2 separate regions of the Gossypium hirsutum genome follow, and region 2 is linked to region 1. A link is a contact called in public Hi-C data. All regions are on one chromosome and are shown on one strand. The core of a region is the stretch at or near the end of the contact, and the rest is flanking DNA. Distances in the headings are between cores, read along the strand shown. Region 1 holds the start of LOC107914547. Region 2 holds the start of LOC107914556 (CBL-interacting serine/threonine-protein kinase 14).

Evidence for each region. A called contact is a pair of places that touch in the nucleus more often than the background predicts.
Region 2: a contact with region 1 is called in a Hi-C map of leaf, with 2.8 times the contacts expected there. The contact joins the promoter of LOC107914556 here to the promoter of LOC107914547 in region 1. A contact is called at or near these places in 6 of 34 Hi-C or Micro-C datasets (hypocotyl and leaf).

Annotation. Positions count from the first base shown.
Region 1 is chrD10:19,537,777-19,544,794 of Gossypium_hirsutum_v2.1, forward strand. It overlaps LOC107914547, which reads right to left and starts at 2,229. Exons shown (of 9, transcript XM_016843487.2): 1 at 1,968-2,229; 2 at 1,817-1,879; 3 at 1,652-1,707; 4 at 1,120-1,213; 5 at 941-1,001; 6 at 514-595. The coding sequence starts at 2,078.
Region 2 is chrD10:19,806,452-19,812,895 of Gossypium_hirsutum_v2.1, forward strand. LOC107914556 (CBL-interacting serine/threonine-protein kinase 14) reads left to right here and starts at 3,412. Exons shown (of 1, transcript XM_016843498.2): 1 at 3,412-5,259. The coding sequence starts at 3,683. The coding sequence ends at 4,966.

The DNA of each region.
Region 1 (7,018 bases), core at 979-3,478:
TTTTAAATTTTTTACTTTCTTTACATATTTAGAATTTTTTTAAAATTTTTATAATTTTTTAAAATATATCAATTTTAGAATTTTTATAAATATTTTGAATTTTTAAAAATTATTTTGAATTTGTTTTTTGTAATTTTTGTAAAGAGGGACCAATTTACTAATTTTCAAAATTGATAGGACCAAAGGGGTATTCAAACCAATCTATTATTTGAGTTATTCGAATTTTTTGTGTTATGCGAATTGTATAATTCAACTCGACTCGAACTTAAGACATGAATTACTTATTCAAGTTAACTAGAAAAAATCGAATAACTCGATTTGATTAACTCGAAATTTGAATTTTTTTTTAAATTGAATCGAGTTTTGCTCGCCCTAGTCTCCTTTGCTTTAAATGATAATATAGGTTTCAAAGTATATTCTCCTACGCTTCTGAAAACTTGAAGGCAGACTAAATTCAGAACTAGACAAACAATGTGCATGTGGAAGAGAGATTTCAACAACAAACAAACTGACCAGGTGTATCTGACAAGCACATGTTTTGGCCAATGTTGAGGATCCCAGAATTGTTTACGAATATTTGGATGAATTTCAACATCTGTAGAAGACAAACGTAATCAGTTCCCAGTCACCCACCGGAAAATAAATAAATGAATAGTTATGATCTCTTTGAAGTACTGGATATGCTACTCTGAAAATAATGAATATGAAGAAATCTCTGCATACAATTTCACAGATGCACAAATGATGCACAACACAACAAAGCTGTGAATCAATTTACAAAAGCAATAACTCTCACATCTCTCCTGATCCAAAAACAATTTTGACCACAACTTCGCTGCAAGCATCGTAGACTATTATAATTTCCTAATACACTCTTACATGTTTCTCTATTTGTTAGCAAACTAGTACCACACTGAAACATATAGATAAGATTACATACAGTGATGAGGCATATCTACAATTTTAGCAGTGACACCATGCAAATCACCACCTGAGTACCTCTGAACGACACAAAAACCACAAGAACTCAGTCAAATCAAGCAAAATAACTAGACATGTATCAGTCAAGAAGTTACGATTTCCAAAAGCAAAGGGGTAAAAGCTACAAAAATATCTTACCAAATGCATGTCAATCATTGGAACTTCAGAACTTTTACGATTTATAAGAAAAAGCCAAGGAACAAGAAACTTCTCCTTCCCAACTTGGAATGATCTAGACGTGAGTCAAACATTGTAAAACACGGATTACTATAATAATTTCTAAAAATATTGAACTTATGAACTACAAAAACATTTTATGCAGAAGCAAAAGATAGTTGCTAAGAAAAACTGTTGGCCTTAGTTTATGAGAAAAAATTAGGAGTGGAAAGCAAAGGATAAGAATATACCAAAAAATGAGCCCAGAAGTTAAAGCTCAGGTCTGAATCTCAGACTCATTATTCGGAGTATGAAAAACGCTTACTCGAAAAAAGCTGAATGAAAATACATTTTTGGGCTCGAAAACATTTCATTCATGAATCTGAGGAATTGAATTCGATGGTTTCAATTTTCTCTTCGTTTAGCTATCGGAACCCTAGAATTTGCAACTAATGCCAAACAAAAAAAAAAAGAGGTTGAATTAAGAAAATCATAAATTTGAGTAAATTCTTACATTTTATAGGGATCAGCTCCCGTGTAACCAGTCGGCTTTGCTATAGGAATTAACACCTGCAAATTAATTTATACATAAATAAAATTTTCAAAAAAGAAACAGAAAATGGGGAAGGTTGAAGAAGAAGAAGAAGAAGAAGAAGAAGAAGAAGAAGAAGAAGAATACCTCCCGATTAACAGCAAAAATTGGGCAATGTTTCCCGATCACGTCATGCCAAACAGTTCTAGACTGAAATTAATCAAATTCAGAGATCTTAACTTCAAAATTAGATTAAAAACTTTAAAAAAAGAAAAAAGGAAAAGAAAAGACAACTGACGGAGTGGTATTGACCCATCTTGCTCATAGGAACGATGTCCCCTGGCCTGTAAGCAACGGAAATAAAAGGAAGACAAAGTAACAGCAAAACTAAAAGACACAGCGACGCCATTATTCTGCAATGTTCTCGTCAGCCGCGTTTCTTCTCTCCGCCAAGAGAATTCCGAATTACTCAACACTTGTTCCTTTTTTTATTCATTTCTAACTTTTGCTTCGATCGAGTCCACCCAGGCCAGGGGCCTGAGCCTGTTACGGAATACGGGCCAGCAGTTATCCTTTCCTCGTTTCGGTCCAAAAATAATGTTCATGCATAATAAAATATGTGGTAATTTTTTTTATAAATAAAATGATTTAGAAAGTGAAAAACTGACCAAAAATTTATAATTTAAAAAAGTAACAAATGTTGTCAATAATTCATGCCTTTAGCTTTTTATATGAATATCTTTTTTAAACATTACATGAAAGTTTGTTTTATAAGCAATATAAAATCACCTTTCAAAACTAGTTTCTATATTTGCATATCCATCATCCTACGTTTTTCTAAATATTTACAAAATAGTTATTAACATAACATCATAATGTTAAAGGTGTAATTTTCTGACGAAATTAATTGTCAGCTTATATCTATCCAAGGAAAAATTTTATATTATTTAATTTATAAATTAAGTTTTTCCAATTTTATTTTAATGAATTATCTACGAAAAAACCAAGATGAGTTTTAAATCATTACTAGATTTTATGATATACTCATTATATGTGTAAAATATTATGTATCAAATATATTTATTAAAAATTTATATAAAATCAATTCATATTTTGACTATAATAGTAAAATTAAATATTTATTATGCATGTTGTATTGAGCTCGATTTTTTATTTATTTGTTATATATAAAAAAATAAAAACATTCTTGTAAAAATGTATCTTAATTTGTATATGAAAGAGTAATTTAATAATTTCACAACGATACTAACTCAATAAAAAACTTAATATAAGTAAGTATATATAGATACATAAAATCCAATCTGGGAAAAAAACATATCTTATGTTAACAATTCATTTAAGACAATAGAAAAGTTTTAGATGAAATTATAAGATGTTTACGAAATTGAAATTGTTTGCAATAAATGTATTATATATAAGTTAAATAACAATATATTGTAATAGGAAATCCTACTTGACTTATACAATCCTTGCAACTTCTATTACTTTTTTCTTATGAATAAATCATTATAAAATGGGTAAGCTATCAAAATAGTTACGTTTGTTTACTTCAGGTTACATTTTAGTCACTTATATTTGAAATGTTACGTTTTAATCACTTACGTTAACGTGCTATAACATTTTAGTCACTGAGCTGTTAATTGTCATTAACGGTGTAACGGCAAGCTGACATGGCACATTAAATCATTATTTCAAACAAAAATTTTAGGTTAAATTATACAATTGGTTCTATTTCTTTTGTTTTGAGCAATTTAATTTTTTTTTCTTTTATGTTCTTTTAACTCTTTTTTTTCATTCTTTTCTGCTTCTCCCTCTATTTTTTCAGGTTGCAAATGCTTGAGCAGCAGCAACCGTATTTCTAATATTTCTTCTCTTGAAGCTTTTTTTCCATATAATTCTTCAATTGGATGCATGCATGCAGATACTTACTTCACTATCAGTGGGGAACATTGAAGGTGATATCCATTTTATAGACGTGCTCAATGCCTATGATATGCATGGAAGACTGAATAATTTAGAGTCCAAACATCATGCCCTGAAGAACTTTGCTGGCACAAAGACTTGCAGTCCTCAATATCTATTCCAAATTTGCCTGAATGCCTCGCAAGGTCCAAGGTTCAAGGCTGAAGTAGCAACCTTTGCCCTCAGCGAGTGCCTCTCAGGCTTTCTTTCTTCCCCCTCTCCAAACTACCAGGATGTGGCTCTCATTGTCCGAAGACTGATTGTAATAGCTAGTATTCACAAGGATAACACAGATGACAATGCAGTGCTCAGTATGTACAAGCAAGCATACCGAATAATGGTCGGGTTGAAGGAAGGGAAATATCCAACCGAAGAGGGAAAATGGCTCGCAATGACTGCAAGGAATCGGGCAGCCATACCTATAAGAATGAGACAGATCAATGTGGCTAAGAAAATAAATGGAAAAAAAATTAAAATAACATAAAAGAAAAAAATTAAATTGCTTAAAACGAAAAAATATGGGGATCAATTGTATAATTTAACCTAAAATTTTTCTTTGAAATGATGATTTAACATGCTACGTCAACTTACCATTACACCATTAACGGCAATTAATGGCTCAGTGACTAAAATGTTACAACACGTTAACATAAATAGCTAAAACGTAACATTTCAAACATAAATAGCTAAAATGTAACCTGAAGGAAATAAAAGTGATTATTTTAATAGTTTACCCTTATAAAATTCTTATTGAGAACAAAATATTAATACTAAAGAACAAATATTAATAAAGTAAATTTGAAAAACACAAAAACAGGGGTGTAGTTAGGGGCTGAGAAGGCCCAATCCTCCGTAAAAGAGAAAAATTTTTCATTTAACCCTTTTAAAATTTTAAAAATTTTAAATTAATAAAGATAAAATTATACTTTAACCCATAAAAAATGATAAAAATTTGATTTAATCCTTTAAAAATTATAAAGTTATAGGCCATTAAAATGATAAAATTACATTTTTACTATTATAAAAATTACGATTTAATTTCAACCCCACAACCTCCGACACAAAAAATTGGTCACCATATTATGAATTTCAAAGTTTATCAACTCAAAATATAATTTTCAAGAAAGTTAGTGGTCAATTATAATTTACCATATTTTAATTTAAAAAAAATATAAAACTGCGTGAACAATTCTACATGATACGTTGGATAATGTGGTTATTCCACGCGTTTACTGACATGTGTTTAGCCTTGCCATGCCATCTAATTGTTAATCTCTTAAATTAGTTAACCCATATTTTTAATATCTTTAATATTGATGTTTAAATCTATAATTTTAATAATTGAATGATCAAATTCAAACCTCTCAAATAATTTAATGATAAATAAATTTAAATTTATAATTTATTCACAATATATGGTAGCTTTCATAATTAAAAGATAAATAACTACAAAAAAATAATATATGGTGAATAATATAATAAGTTACCAATAAATGATAATAAATGTTAAATAACAGAATAGTAACCAAAACTTTGTGAAAAGATGATATAATAGTAATGAATGATAGCATAGAAATAAATTATTGATTACATACCATTTTTTTTCATAAATTAAATAGTAATTATACTTTAAAGTTTTATAATATGATATTTAATGGACTAATTTATTAAGTTGCATATTTTAAAATTTAAAAATATGTTAACTTATAATTAGTTTTTAACTGACATAGATTTTTGTTAAAATTATTAGCAAACAATTTGCATAAATGATTGATAATTGCCGTGTGATTATCGAATGATGTGCAAGTATACACAATCGTTAGCAAATAATAAAGTATTGAGTTAAGAGTGTCGTCTCCACAGGCGATGTTTAACTAAGGCAAATACTGTGAAATTTATTAAATGACAAGTTGGTGACAAAAATAATTAAGAAAGAGTTGAGTTAACTAATTACCCTAAATAAAATTATTGACTATGCTTAAAATAAATGAAAGTATAACATGGAATAAACAACGGCAATTCTGTGACGCCCCAAACCTGACCCGATTCGTCGAGTCCAGATTTCGAGTGTTACCACACAATATACTTAACATTTTAACAATATAGTTTACAATTTCTCATTTCTCTAATTATTTTATTTAACATGTTAATTGAAAATTTTACTATTTGAAAACAAAGGAAATATCTTAAAATAAGTTGTTACATCAAGCTGGGTACAACTATCTATAAAAAATGGAAGTTTATTTCACACAAACTCAAAAGGCGTGTTCCAAGACTACGCCACATATCCACTGTATGCATAATAGCTCACTCCACCACCACCTTGGCATACTCCTGCCGTTGTCCCTTTAGGCGAAGTCTCATTTCAAGTCCCTGAAAAGCAATAACAAATCTTGTAAGTACATGAGTATTTAGTGAGCTTCTCACAACAATACCTTGATGGATACTTTGCAATCTTAGAAGAACTGTTGTGTCAGCCAGTATTCTGCATCATTTATTTCGACGAATAACAGTACAATTATATCATATTCCTATCCGCCAGTTATCATGCTCTTGTCATATTCAATCTTCCTTATCTAGTTAACTGAGGAATCCTTCCCAAACATTCTATACATCTCTCATCACATAATAAATTCTTTGCAGACATATCGTACGAGTCCATTTGCAACAACCATGCCTTAACACAACTCTTATTTCAAACAGTTGTTCATTGACATTTATCACGGGCGGATACATAAATGTTTGGTGAATATATATGTAGAACTAGATACCATCAATTTCATCTTCAGACATATCCTGGTTCAACGCTACACATACTCGTGCTGAAGAGTATTGCTTAGACCATTCAAATGAATTCCATATCGTATTATATCAGAATCCTATAACTCAAGATAACACTAACTCAAATTTAGAATAATTCCAGAAGAAGATACAGTACCCCTCACTTTCTATATTTACAGATCATCATAACAGATACCCTTCTTAATATACAATTACACATCTCTTTTTCATGGAAACCCTTAAGACTTATTCGCTCTTAACTTAGAACATATCAATACCTCATCTTAACCATACTTATTACAGAACCAAAAGAATTTACTCTTATCTTACCATAGAGACAAGCATTCAGATTCAAATCGTACCAGACATTTCTAATATTTCTCACCACATAGGCCTAACAGAGCACGCCATACATGCAATCATACAGATTTGCCACCAAGGAGACCCATTCAGAGTACGCCACAAAGGTGATCCATTCCGAGTACACCATGAAGGTGATTTATTTAGATTTTCTCAAGCATTAAATTACTATTCAAAATTATGAACTCAATGCTTTTTCCTAATGAATGTGCACTTAGTTCTTCC
Region 2 (6,444 bases), core at 2,162-4,661, 270 kb after region 1:
TACAAATTAAGTAACTAAGCATGCTATAAATTCATTTATAACCAAATCTGTATTTTTTTTTGTAAGTGCTCTTAAATTGAGGTCTAAATTCTATTTTGTCAAAATTAATTCTTAAACTTGACAAATGTTAGAGTTTGAATTTTTTTTTATCCAAGTTAGTCTTTAATATGTCCTTAAAAGAAAGTGGATCAAAAAAAGTTCAAACCTCGATATAAAAATAATTTTGAAGTTAAAAGACTAACTTAGATAAAATAGAGTTTAAACTCTAACGTGTGAGAACAATTACCTAATTTAGGACTAATTTAATCTTAAAAAAATTGAGCTCCTAAGAATCATTGTCAAGTTAAGACATAAAAAATAATTAACCCTTTAATTTATATTTTAGTACGTAAAGTTGTGGCAATTACTAGTTGTCGAAAGTGATGAGTTTCTAAAACTCAATTTGTTTTTCCTTTGGGGGATTCAATTTCATACCTTACCAATAGAAGAGAAATTATATTATATGCTATTGTTGGTGAAAATTTCAGATTTCCCAAGGAATTAACTAAAAATATGGGTTAACATCGATAAAAGTATCATAAAGGCTTCTATATTAGAAGTTGGATTGCATTTTAGCCACTCTACTAAAAATATGGGTAAATTAGTTCTCGTATGTTAGATCAAAGAGAAAATTGGCCATTCTGTTAAAAATTTCATCCATTTTTACTATTAAAAATGGGGTCCCTATACGTCAAGATAAGGTACACGTGACACCATGTGTCATTGTCTAGTTATTTTATCAGCCACACCAACTTTTAACAGTACAAAGGGATGAAATTTTTAACAGAAATTACCAATTTGCTCATTGATCTAACTTACATGGACTAATTTTTTGATTTTTTTAGTAAATGGGCAAATGCAATTTGACTCCTAGTACAGGGGTCTCCATGGTATATTTACTGGTTAAAACCCACTCCATTACTTTTTCATTTATTAATATTCAACACAATAATCATCACCATTCAAATGTATAGGACCCATGTAGGACTTATCTTTTTTTTTAAAGGAAAATTTCATTAATTCATTCCATGAATGAGACTAGAGGTGTGCATAGGCCAGGCCGAGCCGGGCTCAACTACAAATTTAGGCCCATTTTTTAGGCTCGGGCCCAGCCCGGCCTAAAAATTGGGCCTAAAATTTTGCCCAAGCCCAACCCAGATAAAAATGCTAAAACCCGGGCCCGACCCGGCCTGTCCATATTATTTTTTATATAATTTTAAAATATATATAATACATCAAAAATACTAAAAATATCAAAATAAATATTTCCCAATAAATTGAAAATAAATTTTAAAAAATATGTATACTTAAATAACACTAAGATAGATGCAACTTAACAAACAAATGCCTCTAAAATAATAACAAAATTAACAAATGTCTTTAAAATGATAAAATAAGTTTTATACAATGTCCAAACAATAACAACAAAATAGTAGCAACATAATAGTAAAATGGTCGCAAAATAGGGAGAAAACAATAAGAAAATAATATTAAAAAAACCAGATTTTTTTATCCTTTAGTAATTCGGACCCGGGCCAAAAATGACTTACCCAAGGCCTGACCCGTTTTTTAAATGGACCTTATTTTTTTGTCCAAGCTTATTTTTCGAGCCTATATTTTTACCAAAACCTTCTCACATTTCGGACAGGCCTTCGGGTCAGGCCGGTGGCCCGACCCATAAGTAGGTCTAAATGAGACCATACAATTCGGGGAAAAGAAAAAAAAAACAACAAACACCCATTGTTGGCGATAAAGGATAAGCTCCATCAATAAGACAAAGGCTTAAACCTTAGCATCAATAAAACATTATGACATGTTGACAATCAACTCTGTCACAGCTCAAGCATGACATATCTGAAGTGATTGCAATCAGTTAACATCATGAGGAAATCAGCCTTGGATGGTCTCAAACGATAGGGCAAAATTAGCAAAAAAGTTGAACATCCACCAAAATTGGAAAGGGCAATGACAAAATCATCCCTAAAATCACTTGCAAAAACAATACTACATGCATAAGCAAGACTAAAACACTTATACTAAATACGGCAAAAACTTCTAAAAGTGAAGACTTATTAAATAATGGAAAAGAAACAAAAAAAACATATAGTACTTAAGACAACATTGGTCTAAATCGACTCGTGTAATCTTTTATTATTCTAAAATACTCTCAAAATATTAACAAATAAAGAAGCTGATGAAAAGCCACCATTTGAATACCTACAACCAACTCAATTTCCAAGAGAAACTATAGGTAGCCATAGAGATTTAGTGAAAATAGACATTGTGTCATCTATCCATCGCAAATTGTGAAGATAGTGAAGATATTTATCAAAAAAAATATGCAAATGGAAAAGAGAAACGACATAGAGAGTGAATGAGGAGAATAAAGAAAGAGAGAGTTGGTGGGAGGAAAAAAAAAAGCAGGCAGTAACTAGATACGAGACTGGCACCGTTGATGGGTAAAACAATGAAGAAGAAACAAACAACTTGAAAAAAAAAGAGAAAAGTTTAATCAAATGAATATTAAAACTTATTTATTAAATGTGAATATCAACTTGTTAACGATGATTAAAGGATAATGAATAAAAATATTTTGACAAATTTCTCCTTTTTAAATAAAGTAAAATGATATGTTTTTTTGGAGCCAAAGTAAAATGAAAGATATAGGTTGAAACCGTAAATTCTCGTTTTCTCTTTCTGTAGTTAAAATAGAAATCGTCAGTCATTAAAATTTGAAAAAAGGTTCACATTTGTGTTTGACAGATTCACGAAATTCGTTAATCCCTATGATTTGGTATTACTATATTTTATTGAGTCATTTTAACATCAACTTTACACAAACTTATGACACTTGGGTGGCTGAATTTTGTCCTTGGCTTTGCTCTCACACAAGCTTTAAATTTAAAATTATTCATAAATTGTAAAATGTTTTCAAAAAAATAAAATGATAATTTTAGTCATAAAATAGAAAATTTATTTGGAGGATAAAATATAATTTTATTAGAAAATATATTTTCAAAAATCAAAATTAAAATTTTTAACTGTTTGCCTTGGATTACAGTTTTAGTTTAAAATTTAATTCAATCACAACTGTTTGAGTTGATGTGTGATTAATTGGTAATATCTATGCTACTATACTAATTTTATTAAAAATTATTTATATTATAAAATAATAAATATTATTTTGATATAAAATATTAAGGTGCAGATGAGGCTAAACGATTTCTCCAAGCCGTGAATGTAAAAATATATTTAATTAGAATTAAACGTTCAAAGAAACATAAAAATCCACGTGTCCAGTTGAGTGAAAAGACAAAAGTAACCCAATCCACCATTGATAAATAGCTTCAAAAAGCAGTCCTATTCAGTTGTCATCAAAGCTCTCCCCTGTAACAAAGTTTCAGTTTAAACTTCCCTGCTTCTTTCTCTTCTTTGTTTTTTTTTTCAATCTTTTCCTGTTGGGAAACATTTAATTGTTTGTTTTCCTAGAAAGAGAAGGTTGAACCCAGAAAGGAAAAAAAAAAAGAGGGGAAGTGGAGTAAACCCCCTTTTTCTTTTTTGAGTTAGACTTTTTTTAATACTCTGTTTCATGGGGGTGTTGTTAAAGATTTAACGGAAGGTTGGTTCTTTGGGTTTGACAACAATGCCGGAAATGGAAGAGGCGGGCAGTTGCAGCAGCATAACCAGTGAGCTGTCGGATATCACCTTGTTTGGGAAATACGAAATTGGGAAGTTACTGGGATGCGGGGCTTTTGCAAAAGTTTACCACGCTCGCAACGTGAGGACAGGGCAGAGCGTGGCCATCAAAGCCGTGAGCAAACAGAAAGTTGTGAAAGGCGGGTTCATGGAGCAGGTCAAGAGAGAGATCGCTATCATGCGACGGTTGCGCCACCCTAACATTGTCAAGCTCATTGAGGTGTTGGCTACGAAGGCTAAGGTTTATTTCGTCATGGAGTTCGCCAAAGGCGGGGAGTTGTTCACCCGGATTGCCAGGGGACGTTTCAGCGAAGATCTCAGCCGTCGCTATTTCCAGCAGTTGATTTCAACCGTCCAATTTTGTCACTCGAGGGGCGTCTTTCACCGCGATTTGAAACCCGAAAATCTCCTCCTCGACGAAAACTGGAATTTAAAAGTAACCGATTTCGGACTCAGTGCGGTGAAGGAACAGATCCGACCCGATGGCCTCCTCCATACTTTATGCGGAACCCCAGCTTACGTGGCGCCTGAGGTTCTAGCAAAGAAAGGATACGACGGTGCCAAAGTGGATGTTTGGTCATGCGGCATCATTTTATATGTCCTCCACGCCGGATATTTGCCGTTCAACGATCCCAATCTGATGGTGATGTACCATAGAATCTATAAAGGCGAATTCCGGTTCCCGAAGTGGACGTCCCCTGATCTCCGGCGGTTCATATGTCGGCTTCTCGACCCTTATCCTGAAACAAGGATCACCGTCGATGAAATCATGAACGACCCTTGGTTCAAGAAAGGTTACAAAGAAAACAAATTCCATGGTGAAGATTTTGAATATAAAGAAGAAACCCAGGGCCCGGGCACCAAGTGCTTAAACGCCTTCGATATAATCTCATTTTCATCCGGTTTCGACCTCTCCGGTTTGTTCGACGCGGCAGAGCTTTCAGTCCGAAGAGAGCGGTTTATTTCGGGGGAGAAACCGGAAAGAATAATAGAGAGAATCGAGGAAGAGATCAGAGGAATGGAGAACGTGAAGGTGAAGAAGAGAAGAGAAAATGCGATACTATTAGAAGGACATAATTGTGATTTTGTTCTCGCCGTAGATATACTTCAGCTAACTGAAAATTTGGTGGTCGTGGAGGTGGGGCGGCGGGAGATTAACGTCGAGCCAAGCGGCGACATTTGGAAAGATAAGTTATGGCCAAAACTTTCCGATTTGGCATATAGAAATTAAGCAAGGCAAGGTAGGTTTCTGGGTAATTAATAGATGATGAAATTGTGAAGTCTTTACAGTAAATCAGAAAACCTGCCGGGAAAATGTTCTCGGCGGTTGTAGTATACTATGTACATATACAGCCAGAAAAGTTAAAAACAAGGAAACAAAGCAAAATGTGTATGTTTTGTGTGATATAATAATGTCTTGTGTAAATTGTCCGACAAATCGGAGCAAATCCAATTCACCGACCGGGTTTCCTGTATTATATTTTTGCCCGGATTTGAACTTTGATTTCAAGTTATTCCTATTAATTCTCCCTTTGCTTTTTAGTTCACTTCATTGGGTTCCCTTTTTTTTAAAAGAAATTGTCAATTGATAAAATATTCTAATCATATTGTAAAATCAAAATAGAGATGTTTAGGCTAAATTATGCTGATTTTTTTAATTAGGGTTTTGGTTTTTTTTTAAAACTAAGGAAATCAGTTGATTTTAGAAATAGAAAAGAAAAGCGTATTTAGCTGGACGCGTTTTTTTCCGATAACTTTTTGAATATTGGTTGGAAACGATAACAAGGTTTGACTTTTCCAAGATGAGTTAATGAGTTAATGGTGTTATCCCACCATGTCATATGAAATGTATGTGTTTTAAGGCGCGTTATCACATCACTGTCCACTCAAACTTACTTATGAACTTTTATCGTATCACTTTAAAAATTCTAATCCTAAACCCTTTAAAAATAACCCTAAACCTATCAAAATTAAGAATCCTAATTTTGGGAGATGGCGCATTTTTCTTTTCTTTTTCTAGAATCGACCTATAGAGAAAACAATTCAAACCCCTAATTAAAAAAAATCATCATATTTCTTTAATTTAGCGACATTTTTATGTTTAATTCTTGAATACAATCCATTTTTTCATTGAAAGCTTACGACCTATTTTTTAAATATAAATTTGGATTTACTAAGCAGTAAGCCTAAAATGTTGATTAAAAGTTGAATCTTGGAGAAGATTGAGATTTTAGAGATTGGTGAAATGAATGGGAGATTTTATTTACTATTTCATGGTACATTTGAGTATGTTAATTACGCAGAAAACCAACTAATTCTTACTTCATCCCTAAGACATTGAGTGAAGGAGTGGAGCAAATCCCTTTCCTTCAAATCATTCTGATGCTCCTCTCTCCCCTATCCTATTTTAATTTCCTTTTCTTATCCAATCATTATAAAATTTGAAAATATAAAATAAGATTTAAAATTTTATAAACATAATTTCACAAACTTTAATATTATAATAATAAATCTGTTGATATTATTAATGGATAAAAATTTTCAATAATTGTTGAGTCTTATTTCGACTGCCATAAGCATTGATGTCAATGTAGGAGGACGTGAGTTTGAATACGTTGAGGCATATTATCCTCCTATTTATGGGTTGAGAAAAGGTTATAGGTAGTTCTATGCATTGTGTTAAAAGAGCAAATAATTGTTAAAAAAATA